Linked DNA regions of Oryctolagus cuniculus: region 1 is linked to region 2. Evidence: chromatin contacts called from public Micro-C data. All regions are on one chromosome and are shown on one strand. Each heading gives the region's core, a stretch centred on a gene start, on an enhancer-like site or on the middle of the called end of the contact. The rest is flanking DNA. Distances are from core to core; before and after follow the strand shown.

Region 1 (6,643 bases), core at 686-3,185, 46 kb after region 2:
GGGAAAGACCTGCTCTCCCCTTCACACACACACACGTGTGGCGACATCACACCAGGCCCCAGGGAGTCAGCGCTCCTTCAACCTGGCTGCTGCCCCCCGGAGGGCAGGCCATGCGGGGGCCTGGGAGCCGAGAACCAGGGGCCAAACCTCCTCTTCTCACCTAGTTCTGTTCTCCACCAGTCTACAGACCCCAGAAACTTTCCCCTGACCCCAACTTCAGTCCACTGTGCTTCAAATTAAACCCATTTCCTTTTCCAGCTACCTGGACACACCCTCTGGCCTCTGTCCACTTCACCATGGCTGTCTTCAGATGTTTCAGCCCTGCCCCCCAGGGCACTCAGGAGTCTGGCTGGAGGCCTTCCCGCAGCTTCCACACCTGCTGTCCCCACCCCCACAGGGCAACGCTCCCGACCATACTGTACTTCCAAAACTGCACCCTGCTCCCTCCTGGAGACGCGTGGGCCCCGCGCTGGGCTCTCTGCCCTCCACTGAGCCTGGCTCACTCTGATGACCTGCAGCTTCCCTAACTCCCCAGCACAGGTCTTGCCACCCCTGCGTCTATTCCGCCCTCATAGCACGGAACCCTGCAAGTCTGCTTGTTTATAATCCACCACAAAACCAAACCCACGCAGACGGTCGGTGACCCACTTTTCTTTGCTCTGAACTGTATTCTTAGATCCAGGACCTGGCTAAAGCAAAACAGAGGGCTCAGTCTCGTGATCTCCGACTGCCTCTGCTTCCAATCCAGCACCAGGATCGTCCTACAGCCAGCCTGGCGTCCACCCCACTGCCTACTCGGCTTCATTCTGCGGCTTCCGTGTCATGTTTGAACTGCTAAGAATCATTTGCAGAGGCGATCTCAATTAACCCTCCCAACATCCCCATGACGAACACATTATTACTTTTTCCTATTTAATATCATCCTATAGGAGAGTAAGCCGGATATGCATAGAAAGCATCATAGCACGTGGGCTGAGATTTGCTCGAGACAGTACTGCAAAAGGACCAGTAACCTACACCCAAGCCCAAATTCTGCAAAAACTACTCCAGAAATAAGCCAGTCAGGCTCTCTCAGCCTCCTGCGGAGCCTCCGCAGCCCGGAGGCCCCGCCCCCCGGAGCACGCGCGCACCCACGCGGACCGGCTTTGCTGCGTCACTGCCCGCCCGTCGCACCCTCCCCCCGCCCCGCCGCGCGCGCTCTGGGGCCCCGCCCCCGGCCAACCCGGCCAACCCGCGTCCTGGTCCCGCCCCTGCCGGCTGCCGGGAAGCAGCCTGGAGACGCGCCAGCCCCTCCCCCTCGGCCAGGCGGGCGGAAAAGCGCGCGATCGCGCGGGGCAGGGAGGGCACCGCGGCCGGGCGCCACGGCGAAGCGGTGCCTCCGCCCCCCCAGCAAGTCAGGCTCCGGTTACTTCAGGGCTGTGACCCCGCAGTCGAAGCCGGGGGAGGGGCGGCGCCCCGTCTCGGGCTCCTCGTCGGGCCGGCCCTCCTAGCCACTCCCCCGCGGGGGCCGTGACGCCTCCCAGCACCCAGAGCTCCCCGAGGGGAGCCGACGGGGAGACCCCGAGGCTCATCCCGCCCCCGCCCGCGACGCGGCAGGGAGCCCGAAGTCCCTCCCCTTCCCCAACGGCTCCGCGGAAGCCGGCCGAGGCCGCCCGCCCCATCCCCCACAGCCTCCCGACGCGCGGAGCCCTCCGCTGGTTTCCAGGGAAACCGAAACTCCGGCCGCCATGGCAACGGTCTTATCTGGCAGGGCCGGAGGGAGCCGGCGCGCTGAGGGAGGGGACGCGCGGCTCGGGGGGCCCCTGAGAGACACCGTTGTATAAACCGAGAGGGAGGGAGGCGGAATTTTGTAAGGCTCGGTGGCTCTGGAGCTACTCATCACCCACTCAGACGACCGCATTCCAACCCCAATCCTGGGCGCGCGCCCAGAGGGTAGTAACCCGCTCAGGAGTCGAAGCGGGGCGCTTCAGGCCCGCAGTGAGAACGGAGACCACGCCCTGGGCCCCCTCCCACCCCCACACACAGGCTGAGTCCGCGGGGAGGCGCCCAGAGAGGGGGTCGGCCTCGGGTTCCACACTGAGCGAGACCGCAGAGCGCGCGCTGCAAGCCTCGGGGACGCCAGGGCGCGCGCGCAGGGGAGGGAAGCGCCGCCGCCGCCGCCCCGCGCACGCGCGCCCTCCGCCCGCCCCCTCCCGGGCAGGGAGCCCCGCTGACGTCACCGGGCCATGTGCTCAGCGCCCGCGTGGAGGCGGGCGGGGGAGCCGGCGGAGCGGGAGGGCGGGGCGGGGCCGCAGCCGCAGCGAGGTGGGGAGGAAGCTGGCGCCCTGCGCGCGGCCGCTCCCCTCCCCCGTACCTGGATGTACCGCAGCGCCGTCCGAAGCACGCTCAGATTCGACGTCTTCTTGTCGTCCACGTTGGGGATGTTACGCTTCAGGGTCTCAAAGCATTCCTTCAGATGGGCCCTCCTGGGGAGAGGGAGCCAGGGGGTCAGCCAGCGCCGAGGGGCCTGGAGAGGCCTGGGCTGGGGCGCGCACAGAGGGCAAGCCTGAGGGGACCAGGAGCGGGCGGGGCACACACGCACGCGCGTACACACACCTGTTCTTCTCCAGTTTGTTGTGGACTTCTCTGGTTCCGATCCTGAAACCCAGGCAGACAGGAGGATCAGGGAGGAGGACGCATTAGGCGGCCTTCCGGACCTCCACCCCACCCCTACCCCGCCGCCAACCCCCATGAGCGGCAGGCATTTTGTCCCCAACATTCTCTCTGTAGAAGCAGAGGTGGCAGATGTTGGCATCCTCCACCCCCGGAAGGCGCATCTTTGCTCAGAATCCCCAACCCTTGGAACCCTCCATCCCACGCACCCAACCACAAGGCCACAGGAGGGCTCCTGGGCCTCAGAGAAGCTGCCAGTGACCCCAGTCCTTATCCAAAGGGCCCACAATCCAATACTCGGTCTAAAGGCTTGGAAATGTCATAAACCAACCCCAGCGTGGCAGGGGTCAGAGGACATCGGCAGTTGACTCCCAGCTAGAGACACAGTGAGAAGGCGGCGGGCAGGTGGGGCTGGCCTCCGGATGGCTAGCGTGGCAGGGCCCCTTCTCTTGCGCGCTCCTCTCCAGCCCCCCAGCCCTGACTGCCACCCCTCACTCACCCCCCGGGCCTCTTCTTCTGTTCGCTGGATTTGACTTCTTCAGCTGGTGCCAGCTTCAGGGTCCCGAGGGTGGTTGGGGGTGGCTGCTGGGGGGCCAGCTGAGGCTGGACGCCAGGGTGTGGTGCTATGGTCAGGATGGGTGTGGGGAGGGGCTGCAGAGGTTTGGGACTGCCGGTGGGTGGGACTGTGGTCTTTGAGTCAGGCAGCAGGGGTGTGGGGGTGGGCACCTGTGGCCTGGTGGGCAAGGGTGCTGGCTCCTTAATGCTGAGTCCAGGGGTGCCCACCAGGGCTGGCTGGCGAGGCGCCAGGGGCAGAGGCTGGGCTGGGGGTGGCAGTGGTGGGGGTGGGGGCAGCGCCTGAGGGGAGTTGGTCACTACAGGAATAGGAATGACAGTGAGTGGGGTGGGAGTGGCCAGTGGAGGAGGGGGTGCCGGCGGAGGTGCTGGGGGCGACAGAGGCAGTGGTGGCGCCTCCACGCGGGGCTCCTCCAGAGGCAGGGCATGGGCCAGCCTGGTCAGGCTACTGGTTTTCTTCTGCTCCTGCTCTCGTTCCCGCTCCAAGCGAAGCCGCTCCTGCTCCTCTATGCAGAGAACACGGGGAGGAGGGGGTGTCTCAGCAGGGCCAGTGGACCTGGGCCCCAGCCTCACCTGTCCTCTGGCCCTAAGCCATCCTTGGACCCGCCCAGACAGCTCTCAGTGACCCCTGTGCCTGCCCCTGGGGGCTCACAGTCCGGGGCAGGGGCAGGAGGACGCACAATGACAGAACCACTCAGCGGGGCAAGGACCGAGTGGCCGCAAGGCCGAGCAGGGCCTGCCAGAGACCTGCAGCAGGCAGGGCAGCCTGGAGGTGCAGGGGTGAGCAGGGAAGAGTCGGAAGCAACAGGGCTGCGGAGACCAGAGACAGCTGAGGAAGCTGCGGAGCTGGGCAGAGATGGGCGCACAAAAGACTTCGGTAACCACAGGACAATGGAGGCTTCTTTGGAAGCCAGTATCTGCTGGAGGGCAGGCGGGGCCTTCGTCTCACAGACAGAAGCAGTGAAACCCAGAGAGGCACAGTGACCCGTTGAAGGTCACACAGCAAATCTCCTGACGCTGTAGCGGATGCCCTGTCCTTGCTGGGTCAACACCTCCTCACTAGGAGTCTTCTCACATCCATTCCCTTCTGCCTGGGTGCTCGCAAGAGCCCACATCACAGGCACGCACTGCCCACTCCCAGGCTAGGGTTCAAGGCCTGCTTTCTTCAGCGAATCGCTCAAAACACACACACACTTGGCTCCCGCCTGCCCCTTCTCATGCTAGAACTCATTTCTCTCCAGCCCCTGCCTCCTGTGCCCACCATTTCCAGTGCAGACTGGAGAAAGAGGTGGACAGAAGCTGGGCTTTTTCCTGGGGATCAGACAGGGCAAGAGCAGGCAGCTGCACCCTGCGTGCCCCTGGTCTGTAGCCCCCAGGCCAGCCCTCACCCTCTGCTGACTAACAGGCCGGGAGACACACCCCAAACAGGTGGGAGCGCATCACTGCCCCCCCACAAGTCTGACTGGCTCAGAGGCCCCAGCAGACCTGAGTCCTTGGGGCCCTCTGGCCAATCAACAACTTGAGAGTGAGCCAACCCTGCTCCCAGCCCCTCCCTGCTGCAAAGGAGAAGAGGCAAAGGAGGAAGTGGAGGGGGAAGGTCCGGAGGGGGGGCGCTCGGCGGTTTCCAGCAGTCCAGGGGCTGGCCAGTCAGGAGGCCTCTTCCGTGTCCCCCCTGGCCTGCAGGAAGGAGAAATGCCGGGCCTCCTCCCTCCCTGCCCCCGGCACAGGCATGCTGACAGCCACACAGAAAACCAGCTCTCTGCACTCCAGCTCCCCACAAACCACAATGGCACAGAAGCCAGCTGAGTTCCAGCTACAAAGCCCTTCTCAGGCCCAGCTGGGACACCCTGTCTGCTCTCCCACCCTGCTCTCCCCCTGCCCCCCAGGTGAGGTCCTCAAACTCAGAGCCCCACACAGCCCCCATCTCCATTCCTTTGACTGACTTAAGACCCAAACTTTCATTAGCCTTGGGGCCACTGCTCCACCATACACAGGCAGAGGACAGACAGGGCCCCACGTCCCAAGCACAGGTGCTCTGAGAACCCAGACTGAAGTCAAACCCCATATTCTCATATTTTATTTTTAAAAATTTATTTCTGCTTTACTTGAAAGGCAGAAAGAGACAAAGGGAGATCTTCCAACCACTGTTTCACTGCCTCCCAAAAGGCCCACAGCAGCCAGAGCAGGGCCAGGATGTAGCCAGAAGTCAGGAACTCTATCCGGGTCTCCCACACAGGTGGTAGGGTCCAAGCAGCTGGACCACCATCTGCTGCCTCTGGGTACACATTAGCAGGAATGGTGGACTGGAAGTGGAGCCAGGACTTGAACCAGGCACTCCAATGTGGGATGCAGGTGACCCAAGCAGTGCCATAACCACTGAGCCACGGGCTCAACTCCAAGGCTCACCTAGGAAATGGCCACTTGCTCCTCACCTAGCCTCTCTCTTGCAGAGTCAGGCAGGTATACCTCACAGGTGCCGGGGAGGAAGAGCGCCGTGGGACCTCGGCCAGCACGGCACAGCTTGCCTGCTGCTGAAGAAGGGGCATCTCAGGCCGATCTAGTCCATCCAAGATCTCTGCCCCCTCCCCTGCTCTGATTCCTTCCTGGGCCAGTGCCTAAGAGGGGAAGCGAACTGGCAATAGCCAGGGCCGCCCTCAGGAGCAACCTGTGTTCAGGCACTTTCAAAAAGCACCCTGCTGCGTTCACAGTGCACACCCTGTCTCACATTCCCGCACCTTCCCTGGGTTTCCCCAGAGGCTGCCCCCAGAGAACTTATCAGTGATCCAGGGACCAAGGCTCCAGTCCCCAGTCAACAGCACAGACACTGTGCCCCCTGTGGTCCGGGGTCTCAGCAGCAAAGGGCTGGCCTTGAATCTGCACAGGACTGCTCCCCTTCTGTATGCCAGCTAACAGGGAGCCGGGCACAGCAGGCAGGACCAGGGTGAGGCCAGCAGCAGCGTGTGTCAGGAGGGTTTGCACACTGCAGCCAACCCCTCCCATCCAGGTAGGAGGCAGTCCCATCCAAGTCAGTTCCATGGATGCTAGGAATGGCCAAGCCAGGTCTTCCTGATGAGCACCAGAATCAATGGTTTTATGCTTCTCTCTCTCTCAATCTCAGGTTCACCAAGTGCACAAGCCGTGTGATCTAGGTCAGGACACCCACCCTTGAGCCCGAAAGGGGGAAAGGACAAGGGGATCAGTTCAGCCAGCATGTTCACGTGCCACCCCCTTCTCTCCCTCTCTTCCTGTCCCAAGTCAGAGGACAGAGCCTCAGGTCGGAAAAGAAAATAAATTCTGGAGATTAAACTGTTGGGAGTGGGTCTGGTATGGGAGACCCAGCTCTCCAGCACCCCCCCATCCCCTAAGGCCCCTTGATCTGAGACACTGTGACAGGGCAGAGCTTTGCAAACTCCTTAAG
Region 2 (6,116 bases), core at 3,181-5,680:
TACCAACCATTTGCTTCCCTTAGCTCCTCCTCAGTAGGCCAAGTCTGCTCCCCTTCCATTGGATCTGGGATAACCTCTGTTTGCAAAGATTCCTGTTTCTCAGGGTCTGCCTTCATTAGGACTTTAATGTCTTCTTCCATATCAGTTACAGCATCCATAGCACAAATCTGAAAACCAATCAAATGGTCAAACATTAACCCAAAACCCACTAAACCAGAAGATGGATAAAACAGAAAGCCAAAATCTGTCAACGTTTTCCAGATGGCTGCTTTATGGCATTTTAAGTCGTATTACTGCCTGGCTCTTGAGGCCTTTCTTAATCTGGTCCTACTCCCACTTGTTTATACCTCACTTGTTTGTGAGGTATTATTAAGCTGATTTCTTTAGAATTCAAAAAGAAACCCTCTGACCCATCACCGTGCCTAGTTCTGATATTGTTTCTATTTTCTAGCATATTCTTTGATCTTTTCAACTCATAAATTACACACGTGGCTCAAGCTGGATCTCTTCAGTAAAGCTTGCCAATTTATTTTCCCAGTTCCTACGGCATTTCTCTAACTTAACCATAGACTCTCGCAGTCTGTACTTCAAAGGTGTTTGTCATGTTTTTCTGACCCAATTAAATTCTCTAAGGAAAGTAACCACACCTTGAGTCTTTTATAAACACAGAGCCAGCAGCAGGGTACCTAGAAAGTACTGGAAACATGTCTGACTTAACGTATCTAGAGCTGATTGTTGCTGCCATACTCCAACTAGTAATCTCCTCATTGGCTTGAGAGACTGCCTTCTCTAAATTCAAGTTTCCATTCCATGCCAACTTACATACAAATCTGCAAGAACAAATCTTTAAGAACATCAACCTTGGGCTGGCGCTGTGGTGCAGCAGGTTAACGCCCTGGCCTGAAGCGCTGGCATCCCATATGGGCGCCCAGTTCTAGCCCCTGTGTTCCACTTCTGATCCAGCTCTCTGCTATGGCCTGGGAAAGCAGTAGAAGATGGCCCAAGTCCTTGAGCCCCTGCACCTGCATGGGAGACCAGAAGAAGCTCCTGGCTCCTGGCTTCAGATCAGCGCAGCTCCAGCCATTGTGGCCAATTGGGGAGTGAACAAGCAGATGGAAGACCTCTCTCTCTCTCTCTCTCTCTCTCTCTCCCTCTTCCTCTCTCTGTGTTAACTCTGACTTTTGAATAAATAAATAAATCTTAAAAAAAAAAAAAAAGAACATCAATCTTACCTCCATCGCCATGCCTGGGTCCTTTTGGGGTTTAATCACTCTAGTATTTAAAGGAAAAGGGTCCGTGGGGGCGTCTATCTGTTTCATCTGGAAATCACCATGTCCAACAATATGTAGCAAGCTATTTACATTCAGAGCCTGCCCACGAACATAGCCTGAGAGTTTCAGGGTGCCCACCAAGTTATTCTCTTCACTAGCCACAAAATCAGCAGTGTGGGCAAACAGGTAGGCCCGCCGATCTCGAAATGCAAGATGCCGCTGCTTCTGGTTAGCCAACTGCCTCAGCAGCATCCCTGCCTCCTGCTGAGTGTCTAACAGGAGGAGTTTGTCATCAGGAAAGCGCTTCTCCACTGCTTTACTTAGCTTCTTTCTGGCATCTATTTGTTTCTTCGGTGGAAGGCCAGAAACCCCCTGGACAGCTAGTGCTGTAAGCAAAAGAGAAAGGCTTTTATGACCTATTGCTTCCCTACATGAAAAGCCCCTAGGTCGCACAATCTAACAGTTCAACTGCGAGCCCACGGATTACCAGGAAAACCAACACTTGGCTATCCTAAAGAAATGTCACACTGAAACAAAACTTTTCTTCTTCCTCTGGTCAGCAAATAGCCCAGAGATTTCAAAAAACTAAAACTTTGATGATTTGTAAATAATGGACAAGTTTAATCTGCACATGTATGTTACACCACCAGCTAAATAAAATCCATCAGTATCCCTGTATCAAATGCCAATAATGCTTAGTATAACTGCGCAGTAAGTGCTAATTAATTCCCTAATAGACACTACTCCAACTCACTTACTGTAAGTGGGGAGGCCCTGAGCAAAGAGGCAGGAAAGACAGTAATCCCCAGTGTTGTCCCAGCCTTCTAGAGGATCAAGGAGGAACACGATGGTGTCCGCTACTTTGGCCATATCTAACACAGTATGCAGATCCCCTGGAGATGGAAAACAGGAAGAGGAGATGATTGGCACCAACACGTCGTGTTCAAAATACATGACCATTACTCACACCTAAGGAAAAAAAAAAAACACTGGGTACTCTAACCTGGCCTTGCAGATGTGAAAAACCACCGGTGTTTCAACCGTGGACATAGCAGCATAAAACTTTGGGTGCTGCCCCATACATTCAAGTGGACTGTTCCAGTGTCCGTGTCCTGAAGCAGACGAAAGGCCTCTGACAAGGAAACCCTATTGTGCAGAGGCACCACCAAGACTTGATGAGGAGGGCCATCTTTGCTGCCTAGGTGTCTCTTCTCTGCCAGAACCTGATAACAGAAAGACCAGAGAACATCTCAATCCCTCTATTTCGCTCCAGTATTGCACTTCTAACAGTGCAGATACCCTCACCCCAACTAGATCCCTCATTAATGGTCACATGTATGCCAGGGAAGGGGTGGCAGGAGCTTCAACCCAAGCAAAAAATACTCTAGCACCAAGCCAGGCCTGGACATCCGACATGTGCTTTAGGGTCATTCTCTGTCCCTGGCCGCTTTCCTGGGTCACATTTTCTAGTTCAAGGCCTAGAAGGGTATCATTTCTGGGGGGCACTGCAGGCTAGTGGGTAATGCCACTGCCTGCCATGCCAGCATCCCATATAGGCAAGGGTTCCTGGTTGCTCCACTTCCGGCCCAAGCGCCTGGGCTCCTGCCACCCATGTTGGGAGATCCAGATGAAGCTTCTGGCTCCTGGCTTTGGACTGGCCCAGCCCTGGCTATTGTGGCCCTCTGGGGAGTGAACCAGCGGATCTGTCTCACCCCGTCTAACTCTGCCTTTCAAATAAAATAAATCTTTATCAAGAAGGGGAGCGGTATCATCTCCCAACCCCAGTGCCTCTCACCGCCTCCTTCTTCTGCTTTCGGAGCTGGCTGGCGCGATGCCTCTGGTCGACTCTGCTGAGCTCTTTCCTCGCCTTCTTACATATGACTTTCAGTGCTAGACGGCCTGCAGGGCAGACCAGAAGGGGTTGTTGAGCTCTGCGCCAGAAAAAACAACAACGGGTTCCCTTCTCCACCGCTTAGGAAAGGGCCTTCCGCGAGAGGGGCCCAGGCCGAAATCAGCAGCTCAGTCCGAGCAAGGGGAAAAGCACTTAATAGAGACAAAACAGTCCTTCTTATTCCCACCCTAAGTTCTCACCCTTGTTGTCCCGCTGTGCGGACCCCCGGCCACGATGCCGCCCGCCTTTATGGGCTTTATTCTGCTGCTTGAGAGGGCCCGAGCGGTGAGCCGCCATGCCGCGGTTCACGTGCGCCCGCCAGCACTACTTCCGGGCCAGCTCAAGTGCTTCCGGTGTCCCCCTCGGGGGCGGGGCGGGGGCGGGTCCTCTCCGGGGCGAGGCGGGGCAGGGGCGGGGCTCACGCGTCCTGTCGCTGGGGTCTTTCCCACCAGGCTCTCAACCGGCTCTCAGCAAAGCGGCTGTGGAAACTTTCCCCACGCCGCAGTCTGCGGTTGGGGGCTTCAGAGCCGCGGATGTAAGCTGTCGGTTCAGGGGGGCTGTATTTGCTCCCCTGTGTTTTCACTTTTTGCGCCATAACGTTGCATCACGTAGGAAGATGAATGAAGAGTCCCTTGGTGCGGGAGGCCTAAGCGCATCCTCTCCCGTATTTCCAGGCACGCTGCCGCTCTTCAATTTGCAACAGCAGGTGTTCTTTACCACTTCGAGCAACCTCTCCTCTCCCTCAACGGCCTTGCAGTTCTGAGGCGAATCTCGTGCAAGGCGCTGCTTTCGCTCTCAGTAGCTGCCTCCGAGTCTCCGCCGTCCCCGTTGCTCCAGCCCACGCCCCCACCTCCCACATAAAAACGCCAGTGGGGCCATAGCCAACATGGCGACCCCGAGGGGGACAGACCCTCGAGCCCTCAGCGCTCCCACTTCCTCGCGACTGAAGACACCGGGGCCAGGCGAAGAACGCTGGCTTCCCCGTGGGCACTCGGGCCCTACCAGCTCCCTGTTCTCCTCCCGTCGGAAGAACGAGCAGGGAGAGGATAGGGAGCTTCTAGCTGGAGGGAAGCCACCCCTGGCGCGAGCTGCCACTCTCCCCTCAGTCGCAGGGCCGCGGGGTGCCCCGGTGCCGTGAGGCGCCGGCGGCGGCGGACGCTCACAATGCGGGTCCGCGCCCTCGAGGCGGGAGCGGGCGCGTTGCCATGACAGCGGCCCCGGCGGCACGCGCCCGGCCCCGCCGCCCCCAGGCACGCAGCCTCCTCCGGTCCCGACCTCCCCCTCCCCCGCCCCCAGCTGTGGGAAGGGGCGGGCCTGCCGCCTGACGTCTGTGCGGGGCTCGGAAGATGGCTGCGGAGCCCAGCACCTGGCAGTGGCTGCGGCGGCGGCGGCGGGCGGGGAGCGCGGCGGGCGGGGGCTCTGCCTGTCGTGTGGGGCGCTGAGCCGAGTGGCGCGGAGGCGGAGAGGGCACGCGGGGGGCTTGAGGGGCCGCTCGGCGCCGCCTCCCCGCCAGTCGCCGCACCATGGGCAGCGCGGAGGACGCAGTCAAAGAGAAACTGCTGTGGAACGTGAAAAAGGAGGTAAAGTCGGGGCGAGGACCCCCCGCCCGGGGCCGGGGGTGGGGGGCAGGGACTCCGAGGGTCTCGCGCCAGGTCCCGAGGGGCTGAAAGGTCGGAGCGCGCACCCTCCCGCGCGGGCGCCCACCGGCAGGGCCCGGGCCGGGCGGAGGCGGGGTCCTGGGCGGGCCGCGACGCCGTCCCTTCTAGCAGATCGGGGGTCAGCGCCCCTCGGCCGCAGGGGCTGAGCCGATGCTCCGGGGCTTGTTTGCTTCGCGGTCCCGCGGCTCTCCGCCCCGTGACGGCAGCAGTGCCGGGAGACCGAGGTCGGGGGAGGGGTGGTAGCGATTTCTGGAGAACCGCAGCTGCCCATTCACTGCCCGCGCCTCCTGGGGAGGGGGCGGGGCCGCGCGCGGCCGCCCGGCGGCACTGAGAGCGCTTTCAGGGGGCTTAGCGCCCCTCGTCCTCCACCCCTTTCTCGCATCGCTCTGGCAACTGAGTCGTGGCTGCCGGAGGGTTCTCCGCACACCTCCCTGTTTCTCCCTCCACGCCCACCTGCTTCCCCAGCGACCCGGGTGTGTTTTCTTGAGAATGGTTTCTTAAGACTCTGTTTCTTTCTTTCTTTTTGAGGGAAGCCCCCCACGTCAGAAAGAAACATGCTTTCCTCCACTAACCCCTTTCCTTTGACCCTGCCCAGGAGCCCATTTCGGTTTCCGTGGGGATGGGGGCAGGGGCTGCCCATAGGAATGACTCACCAGGGCTTGAGAGCTGGAAAGCTCAAACCCTGAGGAATAGATCAGAATGAATTGGACGCCCTCCCCCACCTGCCTCTGTGGCCATCATCTGCCAGATGTGTCAGAACCCTGAGAAAGGGAACCCATCTGTTTTGCCCTCTGTATCTGTCAGTGACACTGGGTGATCTTGGGACTGCAAGGCCTGGTGGGAAAGCACAAATTTTGGGATAGTGTGAACTTAGAAGTTACTTAATCTCTGAGTAGTAATAAGGCTCTCATCTCTGAAATAGTAATAAGGCTCTCAACCTCATGTATAAGAATTTACCGTATTGGGTCCTTTACCCATTCTTAGAATTTCAGGATTGGAGAAGGCTCTGGATTCTGATAAAAATCCTGGGAAGCTCAAGATGGTTCTACGTAAACCATGACCTGGCTCCCGTGTCCTGCATTTGTTCCCTTTCCCCTCCACTGTCAAATATTCGTCCATAATTGAAGCTGTCACCTCTCCAGCTTGTGTGAGAAGCTTCCTTATGGTTTTGCTGTGAAATAGCCAAGGAATGGCTTCTGAGGCCAATGATGTATCAAGTGAGCATTTAAGCGCCAACTCTGGTCTCCCCAAGGGAAAGAGAGATCTCAGTGATTAGCCTCAGAAAGGATGCAGTGT

Evidence for each region. Hi-C and Micro-C count contacts between places; a contact is called where the count stands out from the background.
Region 1: a Micro-C map of ear pinna shows a contact between it and region 2, with 3 times the contacts expected there. The contact joins the enhancer-like site here to the promoter of SGSM2 in region 2. A contact is called at or near these places in 2 of 6 Hi-C or Micro-C datasets (ear pinna and skin fibroblasts).

Annotation. Positions count from the first base shown.
Region 1 is chr17:47,880,581-47,887,223 of mOryCun1.1, forward strand. It overlaps MNT (MAX network transcriptional repressor), which reads right to left. Exons shown (of 6, transcript XM_002718875.5): 2 at 3,152-3,731; 3 at 2,596-2,637; 4 at 2,354-2,465. Among named protein-coding and RNA genes, the nearest start is that of MNT, 6.1 kb to the right of the region's middle. Within about 2 kb of position 1,936, at least 7 of the 8 cell types and tissues checked have an H3K27ac peak or open chromatin away from gene starts, as enhancers often do. A contact at or near this core is called in ear pinna, where this site is marked.
Region 2 is chr17:47,832,326-47,838,441 of mOryCun1.1, forward strand. It overlaps SGSM2 (small G protein signaling modulator 2), which reads left to right and starts at 4,431. Exons shown (of 23, transcript XM_051824504.2): 1 at 4,431-4,742. The coding sequence starts at 4,686. TSR1 (TSR1 ribosome maturation factor) reads right to left here and starts at 4,250. Exons shown (of 15, transcript XM_008270915.4): 1 at 3,363-4,250; 2 at 3,067-3,170; 3 at 2,275-2,494; 4 at 2,030-2,164; 5 at 1,233-1,657; 6 at 8-167. The coding sequence starts at 3,459. SRR (serine racemase) reads left to right here. Exons shown (of 9, transcript XM_070061202.1): 9 at 964-1,217. The coding sequence ends at 1,104.